2 separate regions of the Mus musculus genome follow, and region 1 is linked to region 2. Evidence: chromatin contacts called from public Hi-C data. All regions are on one chromosome and are shown on one strand. The core of a region is the stretch at or near the end of the contact, and the rest is flanking DNA. Distances in the headings are between cores, read along the strand shown. Region 1 has its middle 29 kb from the start of Gm30472. Region 2 overlaps Lhx4 (LIM homeobox protein 4).

Region 1 (4,993 bases), core at 2,404-4,903, 510 kb before region 2:
AAATTAAATAACAAATTTGAGTGGAAAAAAATTAAACATGTAAGAAAAATACAGCAAGAAAACTGAAAGAATAAGAAATTCTGAAAATTAAAAGATCAAATAAAACACATGCCTGAAAGCAAGAGAAACAGAGGAGACCAAGCATAAGACCAGATTTCATGGGAGGAAAACCGAAGTCACAGCAACAGCACATATTTGGATATACTCAAAAAAGAAGATTAATGAACAAAACCATCAAGAAGTCTGAAATACATCCAAGACACCAAACTTAAGAATCCGTGGGGTAGGGAATCAAGCAGAAATGAAGGCAGGAACTCTGAGATGCTGCCAAGGCCTCTGTCAGAGAAATGATTACAACTCTAAGTACCAACATATGAGGAGAATCTCACTGAAATAACCTAATGGTGCGTCTCAAGCCTCTAGAAAAATACAAAAAGCCACAAACTCAAATGCAGCAGATGGCAGGAAATAATAAAGATCAAAGCAGAAATACACAAAACCAAAGAGTTGGTTCTATGAAAAGATTTAACGATCTAATTTCTAGTCCCTAGCTAAGCTAACTAAATTTTTTTTAAAAAATTGATAAAATTGTGACTGCACTTCCAGAGGTCCTGAGTTCAAGTCCCAGAAACCACATGGTGGCTCACAACCATCTGTAATGGGATCCAATGCCCTCTTCTGGTATGTGTGAAGGCAGCTGCAGTGTACTCATATACATAAAATAAATCTTTTTAAAAATGATAAAATTGGAAGTGAAAGAGTTGTTATATTGGAATCTGTTATCAACTATGCGGAAGAGGAGGCAGAACGATTCTAAAATCCAGAAGGGATGAAAGACACCAAGGAAACCATCTTCTAGACACAACAGGGCTAAAGCAGATATGTACAGGACCTGCACAGATTCAAGCCAGATGGAGTCTCGGTGCTAAGAGGAGGAAGCAGAGAAGAGCTCCCATACCTCACCAAGAAGCAGTCCCTAATTAACAACTACTCGCTGTTGGAATATGCAAGGATGGGGCTGGGGCAAGACTCCCAAAGCATAGGGAATAACGGCAAATATACATAAATAAAACTAGGAAATTCTCACTGAAAATTAGCAGGTGCAGTAGTATCCTATAGGATGGAAGAAAAAAGACATTTGCAAATTATTCATTTGATACTCAGAAATCAAAGGAAGTTAAAAAAAAAAAAACCTCAATAGCAAGAAGAGCCCAATTTCAAGATTGGGCAACAGATCTAAACAGACACTTCTCAAAAGAATGGGGTCTTTATAAATAAAACGTCACATCATCACTGGCCATCAGGGAAGTGAAATCAACACAAAGTTATCAGCTTACCCCAAAAAGGCTAAAACTTGGTGCCAGCGAAGATGCAGCAGAAACGGAGCCGTCGTACACTATTCGGGTGTAAGTTAATGTAGTCTTAGAAATATTGGGAGTCCTCAGAAGTTAAAAAATAGAACCCCCATATAAATTAGTAATTCACCACTGCGTGTGTATTGAAAGGAGATAAAATCAATATTTGGGAGAGATGTCAGCACTGTGCATTCATTGAAGGGTTCTTACAGTAACTAAGAAACAGGATAGCCAAATGTGGAGTATATACACCATAAAGAATAAAACTGGCTGAGTATGGGGGCTTGTGGCTGTAGCCAAGGGCTGAAATGGCAGGATAGCCTGAACTCATAAGTTCAAGACCATGAGGACCTCCAGGCAAGTATTTGAGGAGATACATTTGGCCTGAGGTGAACATTACACACATATACTTGTACTGAACATTACATGGAAAGTAACCCATCAATACGCACGCCTTTTACATCTTATATATTAATTAACAACTTAAAAAAAACATTATTCAAGTGGCAGGTACAGCAGCAGTTTGTCAGCTTCACCTTGCCTGTGCATCACTCGGGGAGCTCTCAAACACCTCCCACATCTCGTGAGTAATATACTGCTCCGCTTGGACCACATCCCTCAGAGATTCTGATTCAACTGGTTCCGTGTAGTTCTAATGAGCATCCGGCTGACAGCTACTATGCAGAATGCTGAACATACATACATACATACATACATACATACATACATACATACATACATACTCATGCCTCCCTGTGCTCATCATGAAACCGTCAAACTTAAGAATGGTGAGGCTCGGGGAAGGACGTGCAAGCACACCCCCTGAATCAGAGGCTTCCCTAACTTCCCTTGCCACTCTCTGCCGGCCGGCATCCTCTCTCCTTCCTGCTTCTGGAGCCCCCTTTCCTCTCTAGCACCTCATGCGGTAAGCCACTGTGCCAGATCAAGGCTTAGCCCTCAGGCCGCTGTCCTGGGAATACACTGAGAACTACAGTGCTGTGAAGTCAGTCTCATCTGAAATGGGCCGAAACGAAGACTGCGACCTAGGTTGGACTGATGGACACTGAAATCATATATTCTTTTATCGCCCCCGTAGCATCCTCCCACTGCGTGCTGACCAAATTTGATGTGAGCCTTGTATCGGAATCTGTATAGCTTTTGGCACTACTCACAGCAAGGAGCTAATGTTGGCCCTGGGCGGTGTGGCAACATATTCCCAGAAGCCCAGAGCTGCTCTCAAGGTTTGCTCACAGAACAGCAGCTGGACAAGAAAAAAGGAATAGCTGCTAAAACCTTAGCACACTGTACTTCCTTTTGTATTTGAAAGGTGACAGTAGAGCATCAGGTGGCCTGACAAAAGGACAGGGAGCCTTGGTGGCACTGCCCAGCGTGTGCTCTGTCCCTCTGCACCCATGGGACAAGCTGCACTCCCTCTGGAGCAGCAGGTCCGTGATGGAGAGGGGTTAAAAGCGGCTTTAAAGACCTCGTGGGACTTCAGTGTGGCGATTGTAAGCCCAAGAATTCACTGAATTCCTCCTGAGAGCAGACTTTGTGAGTAGAACAGCCAAATTATGGCTTGTTTCCCTCTAAGGGTCAAGCAAGTGGAGCCTTTTCGAGGCTGTGTTTGTCGTTTCTTGCTGCTAGATGGCGCTCGAGGACAAGCACTCTGCGGCCGCGCCAGCAAGTGCAGGTACCTACCATTGCACTATAGAAAATCGAATTTAGCATGCAGCTTGGAGCTTCTCTACTCCAATTATTCATTTTTAACCTGGAAAAGTAGTTAAAGCGACTTCCAAGTGAGTTCTTTGGGAATAGAGCTTTAGGGTAATTCTCATAGGGTCATCTTCCCACGGTTTCAATTTATTTTCTAATTTTACTCTATGCAAAATAGCCAGAGCATTCCCCCTTTACAGAAATTGGCAATAAACTGTGACTTTATTCCTTGGAAGAAGTGGGAAAACCCTAACAAGGCTCTAATTACACTAACCAAGACAGCTCAGTCAAAAGAAAATCTATGGCCATCTTCCGTTAGGACTAAGGCTGGTACATTGTAGAATTCTAGCAGGAAGAATATAAAATTCTCACAGTTCAGGCATGCCTGTGAATCTCCAAAAGGATTTTCTCAGGCTGAGAATACAGCTACATGTAGAACACATACTTTGCACATATGAAGTAGCCAAGGCTCTGGGGAATAGGGGTGGAAGGGGGAGTGTTCTTACTTTGTGGTGTCCTGGCTAGGAGAACCTGCAGGAACTCTATATTGTGTGATAGAGGATCTAGTGCTTGTCCTCTAGCGCCACCTAGCAGCAAGAGAAAGGCAAAACCCAATTCCAACAATGATATGTTACATTATGTTACAGTATAAGGCAGACAATGACCACATGTTACAATATGTTACAGTGTAAGAGAGCCGAGGCACAAGAGTTAAGTATCTTGCCCAAATGTGGCAGAGATTAATACTGTGTCATAGTGAGGTTAGTATGGCTTTACTAGGCACTTATTACATAAATTTATTAGAGTTCTCCAGAGGAACAGAGCCAATAGGATGAATATATCCAGAAAGGGAAGTTATGCTGGCTTACCTGTATGGTCTGGGTAGTCCAGCAATGGCTGCCTTCACATTGGAGAGAGTGAGCATCTGCTAACCACTTGGTCTATGAGGCTGGATTCCTGGGACCAGCAGGTCTTCAGACCACAGAGGAGGAGGGCTAAAGATGCTGGGCTTTAGTGTCCAAAGAGAATGGAGGCAGCAGTGCAGGCAGAAATGATAGAATAATGGACAATGGGAAGGCAAGAAGGAAAAAAAGAAAAAGAAAACCACAAAGCCTACCCATCAGTCCTTGTATCTAGGCTGCCACTGAAAGGTGTCCCTAATTCAGGGCAGGTCTACTACTTACTTCAGTTGCTGTAATTAAGGCACACCCTGTAGGCTGCCCATTACTCATTTTAGCTAGATAATCCCAGACAGATGTGCCCAGAGCTTGTCTCGGATGATTCTAGATCCTGCCATGTTGATGATATGACCTATCACAATTGACATACTTTCTATGTTTTCCATTTTCCCAACACTCCTACTACAGTTCCATTTTTATAGGTGACTTGAGCATCAGAAAGGTAAGTACTCTCTACCCAGGAGTCACATTCAGAAAGTAGTGGCGGGCTCCAAACAGGTGGCATTTCTCCAGCCAGTCACCTGAACCGCATTCTCTACATGTCTCCAGTCCCCTCTTTAAACCCTTCTGATTCCACCCACGACACTACCAAAACTGTGTCTGCCAAGGTCTCATGAGATTGCCACATCACCCAGCCCACCAGTCAGCCCCCCCACCATGTCCTGCTTCCCCAACCTACTCCCCCAACCCCATCCCCTGATCATCCCTCCTTGTCCCCCACCAATGTCATCCCGCCCTACCTGTCGGCACATGACTGCCTGACCACACTTCCTCCTGATATCCTTCGTTTCCAGGACCTCCCTTCCACCTTTAGAATTTCTTCTCTTGCTCAAGCCCTAGCATCTTTCAAGGTCCTCTTTTCCTTTCCTTCTTAACGCTTGAGGGCGCCTTAGCAAGAGTCTCCATGCTCTGGCTTTAATCATGGCCCCTAAGCTGAGGACTCCTGCCTTGTAAAATCCGCTAAGA
Region 2 (4,888 bases), core at 2,186-4,685:
TCAGTTGATAGTGGAATGTATTTGGAAGGGTTTGTTTGTTTTTAACATAAAACGTGTCCTTAATCTATACCTTACATTTGTATCAAACCCAAGGGTCTAGTTTGGTCCCCAGACATCCCCTGATCATGGCTAGCTGGATGTTCCAACCTGCCCAGCTGTGATGTCTGCTAGCTGCAGACTGGATCTCCTATTAGCCTTCATAGCTTCTAGCCCTGTGCTCTGCGCTCCCGCCCCGGCGCTGCTCCCTGCATACATTAGCCCTAATGTATTCTCTCTCGAATACCCATCATATTAAGTCTCTCGCTAGGTACCTTGCTCGAAATAAATTTTATGGCCATACATCCTCGCCCTCATCACATGCATTTGTAGGTTGGAGGAGAAATACAGTCGTATCAAAGCGGTCGCACCTAGTAGACTAAACAATTGGGTAGGATTAGGCTGTAGTCCTGGAGCCAAGGGGGAGGCGGCTGTCTAGCCCAAGTACTCTGCTCAGAATCCAGGACCAGGCTCGCTCGGTCCCACAAAGAAGTCCCGGGTGAGCCATCGGGACTTCTTTGAGGAGGCGTAACCAACTGTGTTCTTCTGGGACCCGGGGGTGGGGGGAGGGTTGCGGGGAGAGGGGGAGGTGATGCCCAGGGGTGGCAGGTGGTTGGCGCAGCGACAATCGACACTCAGCAGTCAAGTGGCCAAGGTGCTGTACTGTGACCCGTCCTCTTTATCCTTGTCGTTCAGCTTTCTCCCTCTCTGCATCTTTTGTCCTTGATTCACTTCTTTGAGCTGGAAGGCTTCTGAGTTGTCTGCCTTTCCCTGACGGATGTGTGGGAGCAGGCATCCTTGCTAACCTCCAACCTAACCCCTCCCCTTCGGGAACCACTGCCCCTTGTTAGAGGCTGGGCTTGACCTGGCTCTTCACCGCTGCACTGTGCTTACAGGCAGTCTCTCCTGGCCAGCACTCTTTTCAAGCCTTTCCCCAACAGCCCCGCTGCCCCGCGCCCCACCCCCACCCCACCCCGGTGGTCCCAGGTAGAGACCACAGGAGTGGCTGAATAAATACTTCAGGTGCGCAGGTATGCCCCAAGCTTTTCTGGCTTGCCCCACGATCTGCACTGGAGGGCAATGAGGTGTTTGAGAGAAATGGCTATCAAGATCCAGAGAGGTGAAGCCCACAGACAGACTGGCAGGACTTTCCATTTCTAAGAGCAGCTAACCCATCTTGTAATCACAGAGAACCCTGAGGGATGAAGGCTGTGGGCCTTGCCCTGACTTTCCCCCAGGTGTTGATTCCTTCACCTCAGGTAATCCTGAGAGGAAGTGTTGGCCACATCACCCCAGTTTTCCAAGTGAGGAGCTGAGGCAGAGTGGTCATTTGCCCAAGGTGACAAAGCAGAGGCAGGATGCAAATGCAGACAGTCTGGTACTAGAATCCACACTTTACCGGTGTCCTTCCCATCTCTTGTTAAGTTGCTGTGTGAGCCATCAGAAGTCCTCCGTAAATACTCCAGTTTTTATTTTATTTTATTTTATTTTATTTTATTTTATTTTATGCCTTTCGCACAGAGGAGAACTTATGTTTGAGACAAGGTCTTGCCTAATCTGTTTTTAAACTCGTAGTCCTTCTACTCAGGCTTCCCAAATGCTGGGATAACAGGTGTGCGCCACGTTCCTGGCTTGGAAAAAATCTGTGAAGTAGAAAGAAAGAAATCCTAGAATACAAACGGTGGTGATTAGCAAGTGTCCAGCCTGCACAGCTTTCTCGGCCTAGGAGTCAGGGAGCGGCACTGACCAGCAGATCTGATTTTCAAATGGATGCTGGCGATCCTTAGGCTCGAAAAGGGACAGGGGAGGTTGGGGCTTAATGGCTCCAAGGTGGCCTCTTGGGTGTTACCGCTATTGATGAGGTTTAGCACGTATTCCAAGTTCAAACAAGTGTCTGGAGAGTTAAGAAAGATTCCTCTGAACATGGATGTTTTTGAGATTTTTTTTTGTTAGCATACATTAATTGTACATAATATTGAGTTCCACATGTGTATATGATGTCTTTTGGTCGCGTCTGCTTACCTCATACTCTTTCTGGGTCCCTGTCTCCACATCTCCCACCCTTCGCAGATCATCTTTTCCATTCCATTCCATTCTTTTCTTTCCCTCTTTTCTTTCTTTCCTTCTGACAGGATTGCATGGAACCCAGACTGCAGTCACATTTTCTATGTAACTCAGGCTGTCCTTAAACTCCCGATCCTTCAGTCTCCACCTCCCAACAGCTGAAATCACAGATATACCTAGTACACTTCTTTTAGAATTATTTTAGGTTTATTTTTTTTATTAATTAATGTGTTTTATGTGTATGAGTGTTTTGCCGGCATGCATGCCCGTGCACCATGCGCCTGGCTGTTCTCTGCAGATGTCAGAAATGGGTATTAGATCTGAAACTGGAGTTACAGATGGTTGTGAGCCACCATAGCTGGAAACATAACTCCAGCCCCCTGTGAGCCTTTAACTTCTGAGCCTTATCTCCAGCTCCATCTTTTTTTTTAAAGATTTATTTATTTATTTATTTATTTATTTATTTATTTATTATATGTAAGTACACTGTAGCTGTCCTCAGACACTCCAGAAGAGGGAGTCAGATCTCATTACGGATGGTTGTGAGCCACCATGTGGTTGCTGGGATTTGAACTCCTGACCTTCGGAAGAACAGTCGGGTGCTCTTACCCACTGAGCCATCTCACCAGCCCTCCAGCTCCATCTTTAAAAGACTTAGAATCTGCTAGATCTAACTTCATTATTTATGAATGAACAAAAACTCCATGGGTATATATCTCCCTCCCTGCCTTGCAACAGCGTGTCACTATGCTGCTGCCTCTTGGGTGCAAGGATAAAAGGTACACACCACCGCACTCTGCTCCATTTTCTTTTATTTTTCACATTTATTTTCTCTATATGTGCACGTGTCTTTGTGTGTATGCTACATGTGTGCAGGTGCCCGAAGAGGCCAGAAGAGGGAGTCACGACTATATGGTCGTTTGAGAGCCTCCTGATGCGTAGGTACTGGGAATCAAACTTAGGTCCTCTGGAAGACCAGGAAGTGCTCTTACCTGCTCAGCGGCCTCTCTAGTACCATATCCTATTTTCTTTATCCATTCACCTGTGGATGAACACCTAGGCCAATCTTAAAATGCCACTGTTGTGAAGATTGCCGTGAGAATCATGGGTATGCAGGCGCCTCTATTGTGTGCTGTCTGCCCTTCCTTAGGTTATATATTCAGGAATGGTGCAAGCTGGAATATGCCAAGTCTATTTTTAGTTTTTTGAGGCACAGCCATGGGATTTTTCATAGTAGCTGCATTCATTTATATTCCCTTCGACAGTCACTAAGGTTCTTCTCCACACATCCTCTGCCTTTTTTTGTTTTGTTGTTTGTTTCTTCACTGTAGACACTCTGTTGAGGGTGAGGTGAAATCTCAGTGGCCATGTAGGTTTTGATATGTTGGTTTTTTCCCCTTGGTAACGTTTTAAAAATACTATCTCACTCTTGAGCATGACAAATGTTCAAGATTCACGAGCTGTTCAGGTTTAGTACTTTTATCAACATTGTGGAGCAAGGAAGGAGGAAACACAGAACCCTTCCAAATGAATGTTGGTAGTGAGAGTGGAAGCAGTTGCTATGGAGCAGAAAACCTTGCAGAACTGGACTCTTGTGCCAGGCACCTGCTAATTGCTGAAAGAGAAACATTGTTCCTATCCCTGGGGACCCCTCTTTCCAGTGGGAGTAATTATGTGCAAACAATTAGCAAAAATTAATTATAACAGATAAGGGAAAGTCATCGTTGTAGAAGCTGGCCCCTGTGAGTGTGTACATGGGGGTGGGGCAATGCTTGGACCTTTATGTGTTTACTCTTACTATCTGTTACATTCCTCTCTCTCTCTCTCTCTCTCTCTGTAGGAGTATCGGAAAAAATATTTACAGACTCTAGCACAGCCATGGAAACCTGGTCATTTTACAGATTTTTAAAAAGTACTCCAAGATATTATTAAACCTCAAGCAATACCTTGATGGAATTGTCAGAGCAGCAGGAAGTCACTGATAGAAAGGATGGGGCAATGGTTAGAGTTTGGTTGCAGGCAACAGACCCCCACTGTCATTATTGTAGTGGACAGTGGTTCATTGCTAGGTGCTGAGTGACTTTCAGCTTGGAGGAGACACCTTTCTGTCGAATGTGCAGGGACAAGCCTTTCCCTCTAGAACGTCATTGCCTTGGCCATGATTGGTCAAGGTACTTCGACCACAGCTCTTCTTTGGCTCTCCTGAGACCCACACTGGTATGATATGAGGCTGTTCCTCAGCTGTCATCCATTTACCGCAGTTCTGAATGAAAGTTTCTTTCAATACCTCTGGTTGGTGAACTTCAAAGCACAAGCTGGGAACTGGGGATGCGGTTCAGTTGTACAGTACTTGCCTAACATGTGAGACCCCAATTCTATCCCTGCCACTTCAGAACCCACGCTGGAAGGGAGTCTGGAAAACCAAAGTATAACTTTCCTGTGTGAAGCATAGGAAAAACCATCACCAGGGGCATGCTGTTTGAGTCATGGCATCTCTTTCAGCTTATGAAGAGACTGAGTTTCCCTTGAGCACCCTCAGGCCTGGATCTTGGCTTAACCCCACTCCTGGTAGCATTTGCTTCTCAAGCCAGATGGCCTTGGTCCATGCCTAGATGCTTCACGTTGGGATGATGTTTTAATACAACTTCTACCCAGTAATGAAAACATGGCAGCCTGGGGGTGGGGTCCCATGAGGTACCCATTTCAGGGCCTGGTCTGGCTGAAGACTCATACTCTCTCCCTCTCTCTCCCCTCTGCAGAGATTCCCCAGTGTGCTGGCTGCAACCAA

What was found. Hi-C and Micro-C count contacts between places; a contact is called where the count stands out from the background.
Region 1: a contact with region 2 is called in a Hi-C map of the N1E-115 cell line, with 6 times the contacts expected there. The contact joins two enhancer-like sites. A contact is called at or near these places in 3 of 39 promoter capture datasets (liver and stem cell-derived epiblast-like cells), 1 of 484 Hi-C or Micro-C datasets (the N1E-115 cell line), 1 of 115 datasets of contacts at active chromatin or transcription factors (embryonic stem cells) and 1 of 9 other capture datasets (embryonic stem cells).

What each region holds. Positions count from the first base shown.
Region 1 is chr1:156,239,926-156,244,918 of GRCm38.p6, reverse strand. No RefSeq gene overlaps it. Among named protein-coding and RNA genes, the nearest start is that of Gm30472, 29 kb to the right of the region's middle. Within about 2 kb of position 3,653, at least 16 of the 459 cell types and tissues checked have an H3K27ac peak or open chromatin away from gene starts, as enhancers often do. A contact at or near this core is called in the N1E-115 cell line, where this site is marked.
Region 2 is chr1:155,724,933-155,729,820 of GRCm38.p6, reverse strand. Lhx4 (LIM homeobox protein 4) reads left to right here. Exons shown (of 6, transcript NM_010712.2): 2 at 4,860-4,888. Among named protein-coding and RNA genes, the nearest start is that of Lhx4, 15 kb to the left of the region's middle. Within about 2 kb of position 3,435, at least 1 of the 459 cell types and tissues checked has an H3K27ac peak or open chromatin away from gene starts, as enhancers often do. A contact at or near this core is called in the N1E-115 cell line, where this site is marked.